3 separate regions of the Drosophila melanogaster genome follow, and all the other regions are linked to region 3. The links are chromatin contacts, called in public Hi-C and targeted proximity ligation maps. All regions are on one chromosome and are shown on one strand. The core of a region is the stretch at or near the end of the contact, and the rest is flanking DNA. Distances in the headings are between cores, read along the strand shown.

The links. Hi-C and Micro-C count contacts between places; a contact is called where the count stands out from the background.
Region 1: a contact with region 3 is called in a Hi-C map of the Kc167 cell line, with 2.1 times the contacts expected there. A contact is called at or near these places in 4 of 107 Hi-C or Micro-C datasets (the Kc167 cell line, the PNm cell line, the S2 cell line and 1 more).
Region 2: a contact with region 3 is called in a targeted proximity ligation map of the Kc167 cell line, with 6 times the contacts expected there. A contact is called at or near these places in 5 of 107 Hi-C or Micro-C datasets (the Clone 8 cell line, the Kc167 cell line, the S2 cell line and 1 more) and 1 of 7 datasets of targeted methods (the Kc167 cell line).

What each region holds. Positions count from the first base shown.
Region 1 is chr2L:22,245,481-22,249,500 of dm6, forward strand. RpL21 (Ribosomal protein L21) reads right to left here and starts at 2,395. Exons shown (of 2, transcript NM_001299204.1): 1 at 2,316-2,395; 2 at 1,666-2,241. The coding sequence starts at 2,225. The coding sequence ends at 1,746. It overlaps Nubpl (NUBP iron-sulfur cluster assembly factor, mitochondrial), which reads left to right. Exons shown (of 2, transcript NM_001273759.1): 2 at 1-1,508.
Region 2 is chr2L:22,167,501-22,171,452 of dm6, forward strand. Clamp (Chromatin-linked adaptor for MSL proteins) reads right to left here and starts at 1,643. Exons shown (of 7, transcript NM_001014498.3): 1 at 1,388-1,643; 2 at 880-1,143; 3 at 620-820; 4 at 137-566; 5 at 1-76. The coding sequence starts at 1,035. It overlaps lncRNA:CR44809 (long non-coding RNA:CR44809), which reads left to right and starts at 2,168. Exons shown (of 1, transcript NR_124437.1): 1 at 2,168-2,704.
Region 3 is chr2L:21,621,803-21,625,882 of dm6, forward strand. CG2201 reads right to left here and starts at 2,278. Exons shown (of 8, transcript NM_001299196.1): 1 at 1,564-2,278. The coding sequence starts at 1,584. It overlaps lncRNA:CR43148 (long non-coding RNA:CR43148), which reads left to right and starts at 2,877. Exons shown (of 1, transcript NR_048035.1): 1 at 2,877-4,080.

The DNA of each region.
Region 1 (4,020 bases), core at 1,145-3,644, 620 kb after region 3:
AATAATTTTGTATACCAATTCTTTGAAATCATTGAAAAAATTTTTTTTGAATTATATTATTATATATTTTTAATATTTATATTATTATATATCAATGTAGTTGTATTGTGAGGCATTGGAAACAGTACGTTTGTAGTACTACTCAGATATTGGCAAATGTTACCTTAACCGAACACACATTTGAAATTTTATTCCATGTAGTTTTAGGTGATTAAGTTAAGATATCTTAATTGGACGAAAAATATTGAGCCAAGATATGGGAGTTACAATAACATTTAACGCTCTAAATATATTTAGTGAAAAGTCCTTTTCACCTGTTTGATTTCTGAATGTAAATTTGATTTCGCTAGTGTCGATACTGATTTACGTGGACCAGACCAAGATAAATTAATATCATTATTACTAGACTACTCAAGTTTATTCTTAAGTGGTATTCCACAAAGAAGAAAGAAACTCGACAACAGCGTTCACTCTTTCACTCATATACCCCCCGAGTAAACTCAGAGGTACCAATTCGGTTGCACACTTGTCGGGTAACACACCCCCTTTGGTGAAGGAGATCCTTCTAGCTTAAGCAACCACAGCCACCATGAAACTCCCAGAAGGGGGCCTACCTCGCATGAGCGATGCTCATCCCATGGTACCGATTAGGGCTGGGTTGGCCCCCTGTTACATACTTTTTAACGACTCGAGGATACCCTTTTACTCTACGAGTAACGTGTATACGTGTATAAAAACCAAATAATGTGCTATTTCAATGCTGCATCTTTTCTGTGTAGTATATTTATATTTAATAAATTGTCCATTTAATACATTTGTAATACTAATACATATATACTGAGTTTCCGAGCTTGATTACATTTCAACGAAATGCCATCTCTCTGCGGCTTATTGCAGAAATTTGTAAGCCCAACCCAGCTGCTAATATATTGCACGGTCCGTTTGGGCCGTATCCGTACATCAACGACCACGAGAGGCTTGGAAAACCTAAAGCTATCAGCTCCAAAATTAACACCAGGATCGAGGACGAAAGTAGTCCAGATACATTTTAATGGTGGAGTATTACGAAAAAATTCTTTCATAAACCAATTAAATACAGCTGATCTTTCAATTCCGATCTGAGACGACGTTGTTTTTGCTAACGCACACAAATTAAACAATTTTAGTTTTGATGGATGTCGATCAACTTCAGAGCTTCAAAACAACCTATGGGAGAGCATGACGGAGATCACGATATGGTTGGCGTATGTGGCACTGAAAGGCCACAAGCCTGATGCAAAATGTAGAAAAGGCCAAACCACAGCAGCAATTGTCAAGACTTGGCTCGTCTGGAAATGCCCTCACGTATATATTACTCCAGCACTGTCCGCAGACATAAATGTAATCAAATATTCGCCGTAGCCTTGAGGACGGATTTGATTTTATCTTTCTTAGTCTAGCAGCAATTTCGCAACTGCGAGAAACAATCTGTGAGCTACTGTGGTTTGAGTGAATAAATGTTTATAAATAAACAAGTCGAGAACATTTTACTCAAAATGGTAGGTAATTAGTATCAAATGACTTTGAACATAAAAACCTTTCAATAATAAGCAGACGTTGTCGCTGATCAAAACTTTAGTTGGACGCCGACCTTATTGCAAAATGAAAATTACAAAGTCTGTTTATATTGGGCACATTTTTTTTGTTTACTGAAATTATATCAAATATTATTTCATTCCGTACAATTTCCGAGCAGTAAAATGCCTTTAGGCAATGAATTCGTATGGAATCGGGGCCAGAGCAATCGGTTCTTCAAGTTTCTTAACAAAGTGCGCCTTCTTCGGCTGTTCCGGCTGGCGCTTCAGACTGACCCATTGTCCCTTTTCCTTCGCCTCCTTCAGCAATCGCTCATTTTCCTTTACGCGGCGCAAAAAATCTTCGCGGCACTTGGAGTGGTGGATGTGCTCAATGCGCACATTGACCCGCTTAGCAAGGATTTTGCCTCTTACGCGTTTGTTTACTATTACACCAACGGCGTGCTGAGTCACATTGAATATGCGCCCGGTTTTGCCATGATATGCCTTATAGGGCAAACCCTTCTGTACAGCACCATGTCCCTTAATGTCAACGATGTCGCCGATCTTGAAAACCCGCATGTATGTGGACAACGGAATAACTCCATGCTTTCGGAAGGGACGGGAAAACATGTCCCGTGTGCCGCGACGATAGCCCTTTGAGTTGGTCATTTTTATTTATAATCCCCTATAAAAAAGAGGCTTATTAGATCTTTTTCAAGTCATAATGAAGAAATATTCAACAAAACTCGTTGAACTTACGTCCACGCGGTCGTATAGTTGAGAAAAGAAAGAAAGATGGCTACTTGAATAGCGTTGCCACTGATAGCAATTAAGAGTTTAGAAACTAAATATTATGTACCGTCCACACTAAGTTACACAATAAGCTTAATCTTTTAAGAGAAGCAAAATAGTCCCAAGTCTGAATATTTGGTATTAATAAGGATTTAATGCAATATTTATGTAATACATATATTTACATTATATAAAAACATTATATATAAAATTGCACTACATACAAATGTCTAGATACAAATAATCGCTGAGAGAAGTGTTCAACTCCAAGACGTTAATATGCGCTATGGGAATAATTTGTGATTTAAGCGAATTTGTTGATACAATTTTGAAGATACATATAACCTTAAGGAAGATAAAGTCCTGCCCCATTTAATAATTTTAATTTTCAGGAACCGTTCTGCCTAAGTCTTTACTACCGTGGGACTTACTCAGTATTAATTTGCTCCCTTTTAAGAAAAGTCATTCATGATCTGATAATCGTAATTTTTTTCGAATTCGATTTAGCCAAAATCTTTTGATTTCTTTTTTAGGTGCTCTGCTTTTGGAAAATTTGTTCTATAGTTTGGATATCGCAATATGCATTCAGCGGTAAACAGCTGTTTAAGCTGTTCCAGACAACATAGCTGCCACATATTTCATAGTTTTAATTACGATGTCCGCAATTTCTTTTTTGTGGCACTTTGACCACTTAAGTAATTAAATCAAATAGAATTATTTACAAACAACACTATTGGCTCTCCTTTAAATAAATTAATGAATTCCTTCTATATATTTTATATGCCTGTTTCGTTTCACCAACAATGTTTGACCCCTTGACAAATCCAAACTTTTGTTGCCGACATCAAAATTTTGTTAGTCAAATCTGAAGTGGCGTCAGCAATAAAAATTTTATTAAATAAATTAGTGGCAGAATGATCTTGTTATGATGTGCAATAAGCATCAATAGACCACTGAGTAAACTATTTCTTCTCTTGAGTAAATAAGTTCTGTTTTAATATGAAAAAAGGCATTTACTTTTCATTTCGTGTGTCCGCTTTACATATCGAAAAAATCGTAAAAAAAAAACCGAATAATAATTAATAATTAATTTTATAAAAGCCACTCATATAAATATTTAACAGCATATATGTACATGCCACACTGTTCATTTCTTAGCGTAATGAAATAGTTTAATAAGAAATATATGAATCTATATAGGCGAGATCCGCATAATTCATCGTCATAGGATAAATTGTTTTTTTTTTTTCTGGAATCTAATTTCAAAGATTGTAGTAGTTTCAGCGCGAAACATCGATGTTTTTCACAAAAATCGTGGATGTAACATCGAAGTTTTCCGATGTTCTCTAAAATAAAATTAATATTATCATTTACACTTGAAATATAAGAAAAAAGATTTAAATATTATTAAATTCATTTAATTTAATATGTAGAATAAATTAAATATAAAACGTATAATAAAATTACAATATAAAATCAATTAGATTTAAACTGGTATAACTGGTTATATTAGAAAATTAAAAATCAGTGAGAGCTGTTCAAACAGTTGCATTTTAAGGATATCTTTTTATATATGTACATTTTGTATTTGATTTTGTATTTCTTCGGCATACCTTTAGCGTTCTAGGTCTTCTTCTTGTTATTCGAATAGCGATGATCCTAATAGCATCCA
Region 2 (3,952 bases), core at 393-2,892, 550 kb after region 3:
GCAGCCACAATTTGCTGAAGTTGTGCTTGGGCCTGAGGAGTCGTTGATATGATTTGCACGGGATGCGCCATTTGACCTGCAAAAGATGCGATGAAGTTAGTTATGGTCCATTTAGAATGTAATCTTTCACAACTACCGTCTTGGGCGACGAAGAGCTGCTGTTGTTGTTGCGCTGTTTGTTCAGCCTGCATGCAGGACTCGCAGCGCACCTGCTTTGGACCTTTGCGTTTGGACTGCTGCAGCATAGAGCTTCCACAATTTATGCACTTGCTTGCCTTTGACTCATGTTGCTGCTGCTGCATTACAGATTGCTGAACCGGCTCCAGCGTGTCAGAAGACACAATCTGTATCTGGCCCATCTGACCATTTCCAATAATGTTCTGTGCCTGCACAAGCCCCTGCGCGCTGACCACGGCAATAGAATCGCCGCCCGCTTGGGCGTTATGTTGCTGTTGTTGCTGCTGTTCCCCGTCTGTATGCATCCGCTTATGAGCATTAAGAAGTGCCAAATGAGGGAACATATCTGAACATACGTCACACTTAAAGCTTATGTTGGATATGGTGTTCTGCAAAGAAGAAAATCTTTAGGCTTTGCTTAACGAGTCTTCCTTTTACATACAGCTGCAATTGGCTTATTTTGATTGACAATCTGGATGCGGCCTTGTGCGTCTACCGTGGCGATGCCAAGAGCTGCACCCTGATTGAGAGGCATTCCGTTGACCAGGGCGTAATTGTATCCGCCCACGGGCTGGGCTATATAACACGTCTTATTGTCGTCTGTGGTGGCCAGCTGTGCGAGATTGACGGTACCGCCATTGCCCTATGTGAAGACAATATGAAAAGTCAGCACCAATAACATATAGTAAGTAAACTACTTACATTTGTCGTGTAATAGAAGGTAGGCTGCTGCTCCGTTTTTTGGCCCTCTATTTTGGGCTGTTTAAGAATGGTGCCATCCGCCGTCTGGTATTGAATTGTGGCCGGTTGCCCATTAATGGCATTTGTGAAGATAATGTTTTTGGTAAGGTCTTCCATGGTCCCCAAAATTCGAGTATGCTCAAAAATTAACTTTTATCATACGTTGGCCTTTTATTTACTGCAGCTCTGTCGCGCTTTTCAACACTGCATCACGCGACGCTAATTCTATAAAAGAGAAAAAGAGATGAATATAGTGCCATAGGAACCCAGCGAAAACGACTGATTAAAAATGGCGACGGTGAGACAAAAAATATGTACATACGCGACACAAAACATACACAGACGAACGTTTAATGCAGCAGCTCTTTACATTAACAGACTCTAGTATCTAAACTGGAGTCTAGCACATTTGTTTTTTTATCATACAATATTACACTACATGTGTTATTTTTTTCATTATTAAAATTACCTTTTACGCAACCGGACCACACCATAAATTGCGCACTGCCTGCTCCACAATAAAATTGTTAAGATTTGAGTGGTGTAAAATTGTATTCGTGAATTGATAACGTATTTTAACGATATATTGTTTGGAATAATACAAGATATATATTTAAATAGTGTTATCTTTTTCTAACAAATTCCAGCACTTTAACTTTCAGTCCATCATTTTTTACGATTGCTAAAGAGAGATGGAGACAGAACAACGCTCAGAGATAGAGCAGACGAGCAGCAGTTTTACTTTTTAAAAGTGTGACCGTTTCACGACTCATGAAAATAATCATTTCCCTCGAAAATATACCAAAATTCACAAAGAACTGGTAGGATTTCTTAGAGCCCTTTTACACTAATTCGATAACTCAGAAAACATAAATATTTTTATATACGTTTTGTACTTCGTAATTTGGATTACATCACATGTTGTCTTACATGTTGTCTCTTACTCAAAAGGCAAACGCTACGATCAGTAGAATCTGGCTGTTACTAGCTTTCGAAAAGAAATATCTTGTGCTGAGCTGCGTTAAAAACACGTTTTAAATTTATTGAGACTTAACTTTTAATATTCTACAAGCTAAGGTAACACTGTAAGAGCAAAGACACTAGAATATTCTAGTGTCTTTGGTAAGATCATGGGCCATGGTTGATAACAAATTCCATAAGATAACGAAATTTTACAGGCACTCGACTTTTAACTAATTCTTAAAGATTCCATATAAAACGTACTTATTTTTGTATACTTAAATCTTTTAGGAATTCCTATTTATCTTTATCACTCGATGTAGGGGAGTGAGTTAAGGGACAACAGATTTTTTATGCCCCACGTAGTGACGCAAGTTATCCAACCCATAAATATAGCACTCTACCAAAAGCTAAACAAATTTCTAACTCCAATCTCAGCAGCGTTGCCTTTGCCCTTGTTTTTGACGCCAACACTTAGCCACCCGATATATAACCAAACTTAAAGTAAACACAACTTCCACTTGGAGACCAAGCCATGGTCAACTTATTGCGCTTCAGTCAAACTGCGTCAGTCAGCAAATTTGAATTTCACAATGCTGGGAAATAATTTCAGTGTAAAGCTTTTATCCTAAACATATTAAAAAGCTTAAGAGAATCCTAAAGAAAAGCTTCTGGCCGAGGTTGAGTGGATTAGGATTAAGATTTAGAAGATCAGTCTGAGTCGGGACGAGATCGTGAACAGCTTCAAATCAAAGATAAGCTAGTAATAAAGTGTCTTGTAATAGTATAAGTGAGGAAGTCTGTCGCCGAATAAATATTAATTAATAAAAAATAAAAACTATTCTTTTAAATAATTAAATAGCAGCAATTTTAATTCGCATACGTTTTGGTTTTGAGCTTAAGATCCTGGATGAACAAAGTTCTGCGAGTCCTGTTTGGTGTTGGAAAATTTCAGCTTCCAAAAGATTTAAATACTCTCGGCGCCCAAATTCAAAAATTTATTAGTGTTGGCAAGGCAACCAACGTGGTCAAATGTTTTTTATGACAACAGCATTTAAGGGAATGTCTTGAGATAGTAAGCTTATTTATTAGCTATTTTTGAGGAATGAAAAGACAAGTTTTATGGTAGTGATTTCGAACGATTATGTGTATGGTTTTGGAAAAAATTATGTCAGAAGGAACGGAAGGAAGCGTTTCGGGCATTATAACGTGCTTATATTCTTGTCTTCGGCTACCAATCCTTCTGTTCGTATACTTTTGAAAAGTTCTTTATCTTAAAAAATTAAGTTGTTTTTCTTGATAATTTGTATTGATATGCTTGAACTATTTCGCCACGACCAATTCAACACCCAAAACTTTTTGTTTTCATTGTTTATATTTTGCATTCCTTCTGGCTGTGTAAACGGTATCTCAATGTCCAACAAATTTGCTTAAGCGTTCTCTCTTATTTAAAAATAATTTGGTGGTAATAGAACTTAAATGAAATATATGTATATCTGTTTAGCTGCTTGTGATGTAAAAGAAATTAGAAATTAATTATGTGTTTACATTAAGATATATATCTTTCCCGCTTTTATTCTGTGTTCAAACCGCATGTGTTTTATATCGGCTTAATATACATATGTATGTCGGAGATTGAGTAGATCTAACGCAGTATTTGAATGTAACCGAAATTATGTTTTTGAACCGTTATGTTAAGAATGAGTTAAGAGTAATGAAATTCATGGAAATCGTTCCGTTATTGAGTAAAAATCCTTTGTGTATGTATTCAAATGAGCATGGCGCCAGTTGTTGTTTTGGTAGAGTTTCGTGGAAACGAAGTGAGGATGAAATAATTCAGTGAAGTTGAGGAATAGAAGAAAATCATCGAGGGCAACAACACACGTGTTAGACTTAAATGGCTCCAAGTGTAAAGTTATGACCTTTTGTCGTGCCAACCCAATACGCACGACTTAAACTCCTTAAACCTCCTTGGTTTAATAAAGAGTTGACACACCTAAGAATTGTAAAGTCCAGACTCTATATAAAATTTAAAAATACCGGTTCTCAGTCCACCCTCTGTAAATATTTAAGC
Region 3 (4,080 bases), core at 1,028-3,527:
CAGCATGATAAATATAATACTTTTTGTCTATTTGTGCACACATATGTAAGTAAAATTCTTCGGCTGCATCAATAATTTAACTTTCCCAATAAGTTCTCCCTCGATTCTTGGTGTAACCACGTTGGATTTGCGGTTAAGTTAAAAATACGACAGGGCGATAGAACTCTACGGGAAGTGGGTATGTGAAATGTAAGATGTGTATGTATGTACATGTAGCTGCGCAATATCAATAACAGGGACTTATAAAGATAATTTAGTTAAATGTGGGAAATATGATCTTACCGTCATTGGGATGTTAACTGCGCAATGACAACAATCCACCTTACTTAGTAACAATGTATAGCTAAACTATGTAATTCGATCGCACAACTTGTAGGCCAGGACGGTTAAATTTTAAGTAAGCGGCGCACGCAATACAAAATCGGAATATAAACAAGAGAGAATGCTATAGTCGAGTTCCCCGACTATCAGATACCCGTTACTTAGCTAGTGTGAATGCGAACGCGAAATTTCATAATTTTTCTGGGATATTGATAGATATTGGGGAATGAAATAAGAAAATAATTAAAAATTTTTCAAAAGTGTGCGCGTGAACGGTTTGGCGGCTTTAGGGCGTTAGGGCATGGCAAAATGTGTTACGGCAAATCGATAGAAATTTACATGAATAATAAAACTATGAAAAAATAACGAAAAATGGTTCAAAAATGTGGGCGTAGCTATATGGGTCATTAAACTTGCGCTGCGTCTTTATGTCTTAAGTCTGTATGCTGAATCTCAATCTCCCGAGATCCGGAGATCTCGACGTTCATACGGACGTCGCACAGACGGACATGACTATATCAACTCGGCTATTAAATTGATCAAGAATATATATACGTCATATAGTCGGAAACGCTTCCTTCTGCCTGTTGCATACTTTTCAACGAATCTAGTATACCCTTTTACTCAACGAGTAACGGGTATAAAAAGTACTGATAAGTCAATAAAGGAGATTGGTAACGGCAATGCACGAATAAGTGAGCGATCCACGAGGCGATAACAAAAATTTTCTGAGATTAAAAATCGACGTGGAACCGCAAAAATGAAAAATGGAATGCAAAACATTTATTTTTTAATAGGCTGTGTTGATTATAAGGCAGGTACTTAAAGACAATATACTTCCTACCTAGACCTTAATTTAGCGATAACATGCCAATGAACCATACTTTCGTTAACACACGACAAGGCAAATGACAAGAAGTCTTTATAAACATTGTAATGTTTGTAAGTGCGTGTAAGTAGCTTTACCATCTGGCGACCGAGACTGAAGTTCAAGTTTCGTCACGTGCTAAAAAATGTGTACAAACATACAAACATATGTACAAACATTCACATACCTTTACAATATAAAGATAAAAACATACATACGAAATTGGGCAACGATCTGAATGCGTAAAGCCCCAACAATAACAGAGCATTGTACGAAAGGTAAGGGGCAAAATTGGCGAAACACAAACTTTTAAAACCTTGGTGAAGCATTGTTAGGCGATGCCACTGATACCAGTCTCGAATATCCTTTCTTACCTTTTGCAGGTTGGTGGCCATTGTCCTTCGCTTTCTTATTTATTTATGGTATTTTAATTTTGGTAATTTAATTTTGGAAGCCAGGCACCGACAAATAAGCGGTGTCTGACAGCAGCACTTCAAAAACAGATTTTTGCGGTGAATTGGGCGTCACGTGGTTTTTATTATAGTGCAATATAAAATAACATTGAGTATATACGCAGTCTCCGTTAACGGTTTCAAAGCGCCTACTCACAAGAACGATTCAGATTCGACTACTTAGCACTCGCCGCCTTTGATCGGCGGCGCCATGGAGAAAAGCTCAGTTTTGGTGAAGCAGTAGCTGCGAGAGTCGAGTCGATATTCGGCTCTCTCTTACTCGATTTGCTACTTTATCTGTTATTAAGGGGTACTGCAACACTTTTGATCTGCTCTCGAATTTGTAATTGGGATGTTAAAACAATAATGAATCGAACTGCATAATAAATTTGAACTGAATTTCAACTACGGGCTGAATGATACAACTGTTGCTGGCATCTGGTTCAATGTGTTTCCTTTTTTTATCTAAATCGTATCTCTCTGGTATTTTCCAAGTCGATTCCGTATTAAAATAATACACAAAAGTTCGTGAACGTCAATATGACAAAGTATTTTAATATTTTAATTATTAAGTTTCACAATTTAAAGGTTGACGCTTAGCATGCATCTCTATGGACTGCAGTGTGCGAAGTCAACTAATATACATTCACGATGACAAACAAATAAACTTTAGGTCAAAGTAAACACAACAAAAGATAGTACTATAGCACTCAGCTATTGTTACTCAGCAAGCGGGAGTACAAATTAGACATTTCCAAATCCTCAGGCATATGAATACACAATACATAAATATAGTAATAAAATGAAAAACAAATACATTTTTTTTTTTTAATTTTTGGCTTGTGGCGCATGATAACATGATCCGATAATAAATTTCGTAAAAACTTTACGATTTCGATTTAAAATCGCAAAATCGTAAGAATTTTTTTATTTATAAAACGGGCACTTTTGAATGGCCGTAATGAAAAGTAAATGCCTGTTTTCTATCAAATAGGATTTTATTTACTAAGGGGAAATACGTGGTCTATTGATGTTTATTCCACACCATTACAAGATTATTCTGACATTTAGTTATTTTAGAAAAATTTTTTCTGACCTCAGATTTGACATACGATATTTTGCCGTCGGCAACAATTTTCGATTAAGACGTCACCAAAAGTTATCGCGAAGGTTGCCGTACTGTTGGTGAAACGAATAAGGCAAGTAAAACACTTGTATAATATATAAAAGAATTCATTAATAAATTTAAAGGAGGGACAAACGTGCTGATCGTAAATAATGCTATTTAATTTAATTACATAAATGGACAATGTCCAGTAAAAAAGTAATTGCGAACAACGGAATTAAAACTGTAAGGAAGGTGGCTGCTCTATTGTTTGGAAAACAGTTAAATAGCTGTTTTCTGTTTACAAAACATTCCAATAGCAAACATTTTGCAAAAACCAGAGCAGACTTAAAAACGAAATCAAAAGATTTGGCCACGATTTGCTACGATTAACGCAGCATTACTGATAGAAATTAACAAAACAAGCAGTGAAATAAAAAGACCCCAAAAAAATGTCGAAACTGTGGGCATGACAATATGCTCTGCGAAGGAAAATAAATTGAACATAAAAACAACAGAGAATGCTATAGTCTAGAAATTGGCAAGACAAACCAAACTTGCGCTGCGTCTGTGTCTCTAGAATCTGTATGCTTAATCTCAACGCAGCTTTTATAGTTCCTGAAATCTCGACGTTCATACGGCCGACAAAATATCTTATAAAATACATGCTTAATAATATGAGTACGTAAATATTTTCTTACCTGCGTTGCAAACTTATGAATAAAATCAATCATGTTTAAAAAGATTTCCACTCCTACAAGCCGACAAAAAATCGCGCGCCCACACCTTTGATAAAGATTTTTGGCATTTATTTTTTTTGGCTAGACTATTGATTCTGACAAAAAATAAAAAAAAAAACGTTACCTGATAAAATCTTTTCAAATAATCTTGTCTACGGATAAAGGGTAAAATAGGGTAAAGACTAGTATAAATTGGTATCCAGAAGGATTGGAAGATGGAACACTTCCCAGAGATTTATCGAAATTAATTTTGCAGAAACAACTGGGAAACAACTGTCAAATACTTGGGTATCTATCACGTTAGACAATAGGCTAAAATTCAAAGATCACATAAGTGACACAATCGAACAACTTAAAGCCATTATCTGCTCGCTTTATCCATTTATAAACATAAATTCCAGATAAAACATTGAAAACAAAATGTTCTGTTCAGGTCAATCTTCCAAGCACTATCTTTTTACGGTGCTCCAGTATGGTCAGAAATGGCCAAATGTCACATTAACCTGCTACAAATCAGACAAAACAAAATATTAAAACTAATCTTTAATCACCCTTGGCATCACTCAACAGCTCATTTACATAACCGAGCCAATA